2 separate regions of the Ovis aries genome follow, and region 1 is linked to region 2. Evidence: chromatin contacts called from public Hi-C data. All regions are on one chromosome and are shown on one strand. The core of a region is the stretch at or near the end of the contact, and the rest is flanking DNA. Distances in the headings are between cores, read along the strand shown.

What was found. Hi-C and Micro-C count contacts between places; a contact is called where the count stands out from the background.
Region 1: a Hi-C map of tail adipose tissue shows a contact between it and region 2, with 4 times the contacts expected there. The contact joins two enhancer-like sites. A contact is called at or near these places in 3 of 16 Hi-C or Micro-C datasets (skin fibroblasts and tail adipose tissue).

What each region holds. Positions count from the first base shown.
Region 1 is chr3:27,524,994-27,530,122 of ARS-UI_Ramb_v3.0, forward strand. No RefSeq gene overlaps it. Among named protein-coding and RNA genes, the nearest start is that of OSR1, 230 kb to the left of the region's middle. Within about 2 kb of position 3,103, at least 14 of the 54 cell types and tissues checked have an H3K27ac peak or open chromatin away from gene starts, as enhancers often do. A contact at or near this core is called in tail adipose tissue, where this site is marked.
Region 2 is chr3:27,454,865-27,460,304 of ARS-UI_Ramb_v3.0, forward strand. No RefSeq gene overlaps it. Among named protein-coding and RNA genes, the nearest start is that of OSR1, 160 kb to the left of the region's middle. Within about 2 kb of position 1,782, at least 8 of the 54 cell types and tissues checked have an H3K27ac peak or open chromatin away from gene starts, as enhancers often do. A contact at or near this core is called in tail adipose tissue, where this site is marked.

The DNA of each region.
Region 1 (5,129 bases), core at 1,853-4,352, 71 kb after region 2:
TTGGAATTAGCACATGCAAACTACTATATATAAGATAAACAACAAGGTCCTATGTACAGAAAAGAAAACTACTATATTCAATACCTTGTAACAAACTACAATGGAAAAGAATATGAAAAAAATACATATTTTTATAACTGAATCACTTTGCTATATACCGAGCTTCCCTTGTGGCTCAGCTGGTAAAGAATCTACCTGCAATGCAGGAGACCTGGGATTGATCCCCAGGTTGGGAAGATCCCCTGGAGAAGGGACAGTCTACCTACTTCAGTATTTTGGCCTGGAGAATTCCATGGACTGTATAGTCCATGGGGTCGCAAAGAGTCAGACACAACTGAGCAACTTTCACTTTCCTTCACTTTCACTTGCTATAAAACTAACACAACATTGCAAATCTACACGCCACTAAAAAATTTTTTTAAGAAATAGAGCTTTTTAAGCTTGAAAAGATAAAACCTCAAGAATATATCAAGGACTTCCCTGAGTCCAGTGGTTAAGAATCTGCCTGCCAATGCAGGGGACAAAAGTTCAATTCCTGGTCTGGAAAGAGATCACGTGCCATGGGGCAACAAGCCTGTGCACCACAACCACTGAGACCGCAGGCCTAGTGCTCCCCAGCAGGAGCAACCACCGCAATGAGAAGCCCGGGCACTGCGAGGAAGAGTAGCCCTCGCCCGCTCACCACAACTAGAGAAAGCCTGTGTACAGCAACAGAGACTCAGCGCAGCCAAAAAAAAATTTTTAATTAAAAAAAGTACATATCATTGCCTTTTAAAAAAGCTCACAATCATCACAGCAGAAGTTAAGGGAATTATTAAGAGCTACACTGAAAAGAGGAGAGTGAAAAAGTTGGCTTAAAGCTCAACATTCAGAAAACGAAGATCATGGCATCCAGTCCCATCACTTCATGGCAAATAGATGGGGAAACAGTGGAAACAGTGGCAGACTTTATTTTTGGGGCTCCTAAATCACTGCAGATGGTGATTGCAGCCATGAAATTAAAAGACACTTACTCCTTGGAAGAAAAGTTATGACCAACCTAGATAGCATATTGAAAAGTAGAGACATTACTTTGCCAACAAAGGTCTGTCTAGTCAAGGCTATGGTTTTTCCAGTGGTCATGTATGGATGTGAGAGTTGGACTGTGAAGAAAGCTGAGCGCCCAAGAATTGATGCTTTTGAACTATGGTGTTGGAGAAGACTCTTGAGAGTCCCATGGACAGCAAGGAGATCCAACCAGTCCATTCTGAAGGAGATCAGCCCTGGGATTTCTTTGGAAGGAATGATGCTAAAGCTGAAACTCCAATACTTTGGCCACCTCATGTGAAGAGTTGACTCATTGGAAAAGACTCTGATGCTGGGAGGGATTGGGGGCAGGAGAAGAAGGGGACGACAGAGGATGAGATGGCTGAATGGCATCACTGACTCGATGGACGTAGGTTTGAGTGAACTCTGGGAGATGGTGATGGACAGGGAGGCCTGGCGTGCTGCGATTCATGGGGTTGCAAAGAGTCGGACACGACTGAGCGGCTGAACTGAACTGAACTGAACTGATACTGAAAAGACAGAGAAGGCAATGGCACCCCACTCCAGTATTCTTGCCTGGAAAATCCCACAGACGGAGCAGCCTCGGGTAGGCTGCAGTCCATGGGGTTGCGAAGAGTCGGATACGACTGAGTGACTTCATTTTCACGCAGTGGAGAAGGAAATGGCAATCCACTCCAGTGTTCTTGCCTGAAGAATCCCAGGAACGGCGGAGCCTGGTGGGCTGCCGTCCATGGGGTTGCACAGAGTTGGACACGACTGAAGCGACTTTGCAGCAGCAGCAGCAGCATACTAAAAAGATTCAGTAGTAAAACTACAATTTACAAGTAAAGGTACAGAAAAGCAGAATGTCAATTCAAAAAGGAATTTCCCAAATCATAACTGGCCAGGAATGAAGAGAGCTGCCTCCTGCAGGGATGAGTTCCCTGTCACTGTCACTCTAGTTCTCTAACAGAGCAGGGGAGTTCGGGAGCCAAAGAAGGGATTCCTGCACAGTATGGAAGAGTTTGCATTTTATTGGGTTCTTAGTAAAATTTCCAGGAACTGTGCTAAAGCCTTTTACTGTGGAGTATTTTTATTCTACCCTCATGAAATATCTGGGAAATCAATATCATTATCCCCACTTCATAAATAAGAAATCAGAAGCTCAGAGTGGTTAATAATATGATCACAGACACACATAAGTGGGAAGCCAGATTCTTCATCTCTGGCTGCCAACTCCATGCTTAACCCAGAACGTGATACTGTCACCAGCTCTGCAAGTCCATGAGTCTCTGTACCCAAAATTGGCAAAAAGAGATAAGAAACCTAAAAACAGAAGAAATAGCTCCAGGACCAAAGTGACCACAATTTTTTTTTTTAATTCCACATGCCATAAAGTACCATTTGGAGCTACTTTTGGAGTTTGGGGGTTTTGATTCTCTGAAGACTTCCAGAAAGCAACGTTCAGGCATCTCCCTCTTCCTTTCCACGTGTTTCTCCCCCTTCTATAACCTTCCTCCTCCCTCACCTCCAAGGATCCAGAACCCTCATGCTGCCCAGGGCTGAACAGAACAGGTCTCGTTTGCACTCTGCAGCCATTCTGGCATCAGCTCTACCCCAGGATATCATGTTTTGAAGAGAGGTAGCTAGAGACAGTAATGCTTAGCCCAGGGGAATGAACTGCAGTACTGGGGTTTCTGGCACAATGAGTCTTTTCTAGAGATGCTTCAGGCATCCCCAAGCAAACTACAGAGGGCACCGTTGAGCTCCCTGGGGTAAAGCTAGTTGTGCTCTTAAGTAATAACAATTTCCTTTCAGCACTGATTTTCCTGGAAAATACACAGATTCGTTTACTCATGCTTTGGAGAAGGATTTACAAGTCCTCTTTTGTAAAGAGAAATCTGTTAAGTGGCTTGAGTGAGACAGATCATCACTTCTTTGATCCTTGCAGAAACAGGAAGAGAGGTCCCAAGATTCTGACTCACCCTCCAACAGCCTGACCCTGAGCAACCCAGCGCAGTCCTGGGCCGAGAGCGAGCTGGCACTCTTCCGTCTTCTCTCTCTCTGTTGCTTTTGATTTTACACACTCTGAGTCACTGCTGCAATTCCACGCGACCAGCTGGGTGGCCAGCATCCAGCTCTGGGTCTCCTGCCTTGATGGATGAGAGTCTTCCTAAACATCTGCTCTGGGCACCTGTCTCTCCACCCTGATGTGAGCCAACAGTGAGTCATCTTCCCTTACCTGTCTTCAGCACTTGGCCCACTGGGATGTTACGAGCAAAGCTTTCCTTTTCTCAGCATGGATCTGATTGTGCAACTATATCCATGTACTTCTGACAACATTCTCAGCTTTGTGTAATCTCCAACCAGATGAATAATTTTCGTTTGTGCATTTCAATGAGTTTGGGAAACATTCAGGGTTCAGAGGTACAGCTAGAAATATTTCCAGAAAGATGAGTCAAATAATGTCAGAGGTGACTGGGAAAGAGAAGAAAGGGTCCTGGCACGCCTCTCCTGTGAGCCAACAGTCCTGATGTGCACTTTGGGGTCACAGTTTCCAGCTTGCAAAGCCTTGGCTGTTGAAATGAAATGTCCATCTCTTTGTTCCACCTCCCACTTTCTCCTCTTTCTCTTCCTCCTGCTTCTCTCTCCTCCAGTTTCCCACCTCCACACAGAATATTGCTTAATCCTCACTGATAACTCGCTAAGCCTGGATTTGTCTATGGGGAGATTCCCTTTCTGTAAGTGCTCCGAATCCCATACATTTGCCAGCAGTGCAACTTCTTTCTGAGTAAGGATGAATGTCCCCACCACCAAGAAGACAACAAGGAAAAAGTCCAGAGGGGACCCTTCACCTCTTCTTCTCAGGGCTGGAAGAACGCCTTAAAAGAAGGTAAAACTTCCAAAAAATATTCCCAATATACCTCTCATAACAATACCATACCAGAGTATGTAGTCCAAAATAAAATGAGTGTTTTCCTGCACAACATCTTGAGGATATCTTGAAGGTGTCAAAAATGGCAGAAGGAGCTCACACTCATCAAAGCATTCTGTTAACCAAACCCATGGCCTCTGGGGCTTTAAAAACTACAGGAATAGAGGTAAATGGTTCAATCAACCTTGACTCCAAAGGGGTTGATATAAGCAGGAGCAGAAGCAGACACAGAGGTGTATGTGCAGCATTGGAAAAGTGAAACGAAAGCAAAACGTTAGTCGCTCAGTCATGTTCAATTCTTTGGGATCCCAAGGACCATAGCCTGCCAGGCTCCTCTGTCCATGGGCTTCTCCAGGCAAGAATACTGGAATGAATAGCCATTCTCTTCTCCAGGGAATCTTCCCAATCTAGGGATTGAACCCAGGTCTCCAGCACTGCAGGCAGACTCTTTACCATCTGAGCCACCAGGGAAGTCCATGAGCAGCGCTAAACAACAGTATTCGCCCTGGATCAGTGCTTTGCAGTGTGTTGACCTGCATCACTGTAGTGCTCTGCAGAGACTCAGCTAAAGGATTCCAAGTGTGAACAAAGGATAGGAACTGCACTCGGGACAAGCTGGACAGAGTTCACCTGTCTGTGGGGAGCAGGGGAGGTTGGCTCTGGGATCCAGGTTGCTCTCTGCTCCTGGCCCTAGAGCAGGACTCTCATGTGCAGCCTGTTCTTGGCATTTGTTCACACCAGCTTCTGCCTAGAGGGCCAGTCTGGCTAACTGAACAGAAGGTTCAGGCTTTAAGTGCTAAGCTGCCCCACGCTCTTCCCATCTCTATGTCCCGTACACCTTCTACCCACTCTCCTTGCTCTTTCCTCCCAGCCGTCTGGCTGCTCTTTCCCAGCCTTGCCCTGCTCTGCTCTCTGGACTCTTCCTCTTCTGCCCAGCCCTAACCTGCTCATATTCTTCAAGTTCTCTTTGACCCAGTGCTCTTCCCACACTTTACGCCCTTCCTCCATTCTCCTGGTTGCTGATCCAGGTCAGCAATCCAGGTCACACTGAGGTCTCACAAAGCCCCAGACCCAGCTGAGAGCTCCCTCACCACTTCCTCACTATCCCAAGATACCTCTTACCCCACGGATCCTGGTTCCCTGTTGTCTTTACCCTTTCTGTCGGAAT
Region 2 (5,440 bases), core at 532-3,031:
TGAATTACATACTGAGTTTTGGCATATCCAGCATCTCCCCAGTCTCCACTTGTTTTCCAAACATACAATCTGGTTCACTTTTGTGAAAGTTCGTCCTCTTTGAGATGTGACCTGCTGTACGCTGTTAATTCACGTATTCATTCATCATTCATTTAATATGTCCTTCCTATTGTTGATGTGCCAAACAGAAAGTTAAACATTAGGGGAACAAAATTGAGAAAAACAAAAGAGAGTTTCTTCCCTCCAGGTTCTAACTGATGAGACAAGATTGAGATGACGAGGAACTGGTTCTGGAGAGTGCTGAATGTGATGAAGCTGCTGCAGAAGCAGAGGGAAAGGCCTTCTGAACCACACTGGGCCCTGGGTGAGCTCCATCTTCTCTACCGGGCAGCTGTGTAGGTGAAACAAAAACCAGAGTGGAAATGGAAAAAGGCTGTGAGTGGAGGAGATGGACTCGTTGAGCAGACGGAGACTAGTCCTCATGAAATAGCTGAGATCAGGTGGAGAGAACGTCAGTTTTAAACGTCACTCCGACAATTGAAACCCCATTTTACAGAGGAGGAAATGGAGGCCCAGAGAGATTTGCGAACCTGGTCCAAGATCATATGGGGGCTTCTCTGGCAGCACAGCAGTAAAGAATCCACCTGCAATGCAGGAGCCACAGGATCCATGGGTTGGATCCTGGGTCAGGAAGATCCCCTAGAGGAGGGCATGGCAACCCACTCCGGTATTCTTGCTTGGAGAATCCCATGGACAGAAAAGCCTGGAAGGCTACAGTCCATGAGGTCACAAAGAGTCAGAAACAACTGAAGCAACCTAGAACACACACATGCAAGATCATACAGCTAGTAGTTAATGGCAGAGGTGTGACTTGACCCCAAAGCTGACTCTTTCCAAAGAACTATACCACATTCCCCTTACTCTATCATGCATTCTACAAAGAAGCCTGTGATTGGTATTGATTAGAAGTCTAAAGAGGCTTCCTGGTCTTTTGGACTAACATACATTGCACCAATCATCATTGAATGGTATATGGATGGTCTAATCTCAATTTCTTCCAAAGCAGTAACGAATAGGTGATAAGTCATTTGAATGGAACTGGCAATTCCTTTCGGCCTACATTCTCACACCCCAGTTTAAATTTCTATAACACAATGCAGGTGTGGCAGAGCATTTTCAATTCTTACCGTGGAAGACAAAAACAATCCTTAGCTTATAAAGGAATACTATTGCTCCATTAGCATGCTTGGCTTTTTCTCTTTGTAACCCCTAATTACCTTATTTATGAATAGGATAAGATCTTTTCTTTATCTCAACTCACTGGAGTTAACAACCGTGATGATGGATCTTGCCGAAGACCAAGTTCACAGTGCTGAGGGGTTAGTGTGTGTGTGTCCGTGTCCTAAGGCTCTGCCCTCAGGGTGACACCTCACCTTACGCTCGCATTGCATTTGTAGTTTATGAATTCTTGTGCTTCCTCTATGTTCTTTTGATGTTCGCAGCAACTCTGGGAGGAAAATAGGATCATTTTTTCCCATGTCCACCCCACAGAGCGCTTAGGGGATGGTCACAGTGTGACAAGGGCCAGCACTGACCCCCGTGGCCTGCACCCCAGACCAGTTCTGTTGCCTGCACTGCGCTCTCTCCTAATTGCTCTGTTCACTTTGTACCTGTGAGGGTTAACTGGGAACACAGGAGTTCTGTTAAATATCACAGTAGTTAGTACATTTTAATCCTGATCCCCTAGCCTACTGTAGCTGCTGTAAAATATATGGCAATAATTTCCTGAGGCAGAGTAATGTACAAGGAATGTCAGGCCAGCCTCTGGGCATATTTGCCTTAGCTCAGTTTTATTAAAGTGAAACTTTTATTAAGGCATGTGGTGAATTGAGCAATCGGCATGATTCATGCCGTTATAAACCCATTGCTACACTCACAATAAATCAATGAGCCATTGTCGTACATTTGCTGTGGAGTTGGTAGAAACGAGGAAAAAATCAATATGGGGATATTATTCAGACCATATGAAAGTATTAAAGTGTATTCTGTGTGTATTAAACCTGGCCAAACCATATTTCATGTGTACTTTTTTTTTTCGTAAAGATCTCCGTTAGTATCCTCTACCTTATATTATTTGCTAATCCATATGCTGTTGTGAAATAATTAGAGGAAATATTTTAAATTCCATGTAAGTCTTTATGATTTTTAAAGTGCATTTCATAATGCTGAATTTACATAATAAAACTGTCCTGAGGACCAAGCATTCACAATATTAACAATGAGACTTGTCCGTTACAAACATAGCCTGTATGTATGTTTCACTGTATCACTAATAATAATAATAATAATAATAATAAACCAACAGGAGGAAGTGATTTGAGCCAGAGAAAGGGCACTTTTCATGACCTCCCTGCTCAATGGGGACAATCACTGAGCCAGCCACAATCTCCACGTATCTGGAAACTATTACTGTATCTCCGTTTACCTGGAACCTTCTCTGGTTGTTGAAATCCATATTGGTGACAGACGTCTCCCTTTAGGGCTGCAGTGTGTGATCACCTGTGTTTCTGGATTAGGAACTTTCAGGTTCCTCTGGAGGCTGATGTGAGTTGGTCACAAGAAAAGGTATAGCTACATCTGGCTTCAAACGCAAGCTGCAATACCATTGAGATCATTCTCTGGTTTGGGTGGTGGGGAGCTGAGTTATTCATGGCCATCTTAGTCACTGGCAGTGGTTTCTGTGGTGCTCTAATGATTTCTGAAGCAAAGGCTGGATTTCACAAAACACCTTTGTAATGCCCATAGAGGTCAAGGCCCTCTACTAGGCATGAAAGGAAAGACATGTGAATGTACCCTGGTGCTAAGTTCAGCTGGGCCATCTCTAACAAGTGCTGGAAGTAGAGAGGATCATGGAGGCTGAGAGGAGGCAGAGACAGTTCCAACTGGAGAGACTGAGATTCTGGAAGAAATTTTGAAGGATGTTTTCAGCTTCAACAGTCTTAACACATGAACCAATATTATTTTCCCTGTCCTCGAGTTGTAGGCTGTAGGCAGCTGGCTACCCAAGGGCTATTTTTGGGAGTAACAGAATCAGTAGCTCCACATAATTGAAAGTCCGTTGGGAGTCCCCTTATTGACATCATTTTACATTTTCCAATAGCAGGAGAGATCCAAATGCATAATCCAGGCACCCTGGACATGAAAGGAATTTTGTGACAAGCCTTGTAATTAAAACAATTATGTTCATTCTCTGATGGAAAGCTTCTTGTGGAATTTGTTTTATTTTTCATGTATGACAGGCTTAATAAAAATACTATTCTAAATACTAACCTAATACTAATACTAACCTAATACTAATACTAACCTAAACTCGTTAAAACTAAGGGATTTAATTTTGTTTGATTTCAAAAGAAACAGGGGGTAGAGAGAGCAAAAATAATCAGGAAAGCTGAGTAAAAGAGTTGACCCCACAGAAAACACAGGTCAAAGAAGCTAGAACTGAGCATCCCTTTTGCCAGGTCACTCCTGGCTCTGCTAATGAGTATGATAACTCCAGTGCTCCCAGTATACAGGCTGAACGGGCTGGGTTTTTTTGCTGCCTTCCATGTTTTCACCTGGAGCCGAAGCTGTTGATGACAGGGAGCTTCCATGGAGAGACCAGAGTGCCTGCGATACAGCCTTTGGCTCTGCTGTGGTATGTGAGTCTTTCAGGGCATATGGTCGGAGACGATCCATCATGGCCTATGATGTCAGATTATCCACTGAGACTGAGGTCTCTTTGCAGAAATGCACTGAGATGCAGATAATGGTATTTCCAGTTGTTGTGACAGACCAGACTGATCCTGGGAAGGAGTGACGGGTCGAGCACTATGGGATCATACATGTGTGCAAAGTCACTAGATTGAGGCATGGCAAACGGAGAAGGAAATGGCAATCCACTCCAGTATTCTTGCCTGGAGAATTCCATGGACAGAGGAGCCTGGTGGGCTATAGTCCATGGGGTAGACACGTAGACACAAACTGAGCTCTCAGTGAATTTTGCAGTCCTTTCCTTTCTGGATGTTTTTCAGCAAGCAGCACTGGTCACCATCCAAAACCCTATGGTCAGCCACTCCGCAGAGCTCAGCCCCACAGGCTGGGAGTCCCAGGTCACTGCAGGGTTCGCTGGGCCTCCCCTGGCTCCTCCAGCTGAGCTATCCTCTTCTTGCTACACCCCTGCTAGCTCCATCAACCAGAAGACCATTTAGAGGGCTGTCTTCAGCTCTTTCCTCTCCAGGTTTAATTACCCCAATCATTTTATTCTAAATCTTTACTTTGTTTCACCTTTTCTACCTTTCATTAGTGCTCTTTTGTTTTTTTAATTTTTTTCCTTACACCGTTCCTCTGAATCATCTATATTCTTGGAATCTCCTGGCCTCCAGCGCTGGGCTGAAAACACACAGGAACCTAACAAAGTGGGAAATGACCCCATTTAAGAAGTATTCATAAGAATCCATGTACTCCTGACCCTGGCTAAATATTGGGTGTACAAAAAAGCAGAATGGCATGGAAGAAAGATGACTTTCAAAACCAAACGGATGTGGGTTCAAATAGATGCTTTGACACTTACTAAGCTGTTGTGGTCTTCGTTTCTCCATCTGTACCAGAACCAAGCTTAAAGTATTTACCAATGCTTGACACGTGGGCACCTAATGCATTAAATCCATCATATCTGCTAGTATTTCTCAAATGTAATCTAGACCCTCACTGAGTACGTGTTTCTCAGGCTCATGATCTTTTGAGAACATGCTCCACGTTGAGAACATGTTTTGCTCCACATTGCTGAATTATCTTCAAATTTGTTTAAATAATTGAAATGAGATTTTGGAAGGGATTTACTGAGCCAGAGCCATGAGTCCAACAAACAGCCTCAGTGTTGATTAAAACTCAGTGAAGTTCTCTTTTTGTCCTTAAATCTTATCTCTCAGAGACCATCCAGACTTTGATCTTATTCCCAGCCTCACCCCAGATCCCCTTCTCCACCCTGGGCCAGCAGTGAAGGACTAAAGGCTGAGGGTGTTGGTCAGTAAGCCTTGGCAATTGTTTGAATGGACTTTTCCCTCCCAATCACATGCTTATTTTAATAGAGGACCGTATAAGACCTCACTGCCTTTCAGACACTGAGGAAGGAAGGTTTCTTGGCAGATCTACAGGCCGTGGCCCACCCTAGGGCAAGTGATTCAGAATCTCCAGGCAGAGACACAGGAATCTGCTTTTAACAAGTCATCAGGCAAGTTATAAATCTGAACAAGTCATTTATAAAACAGTGACTGTGCATCCCTATGCCTTTCAAGTGTTGTTTGGGGAAAAAGAAATGTAAAGTGAGATATACACTGTCAGAGAGTTTACAACTCTATTTGCAAATTATATGTAAAATATGTGTGTAATGTATACATGTGAA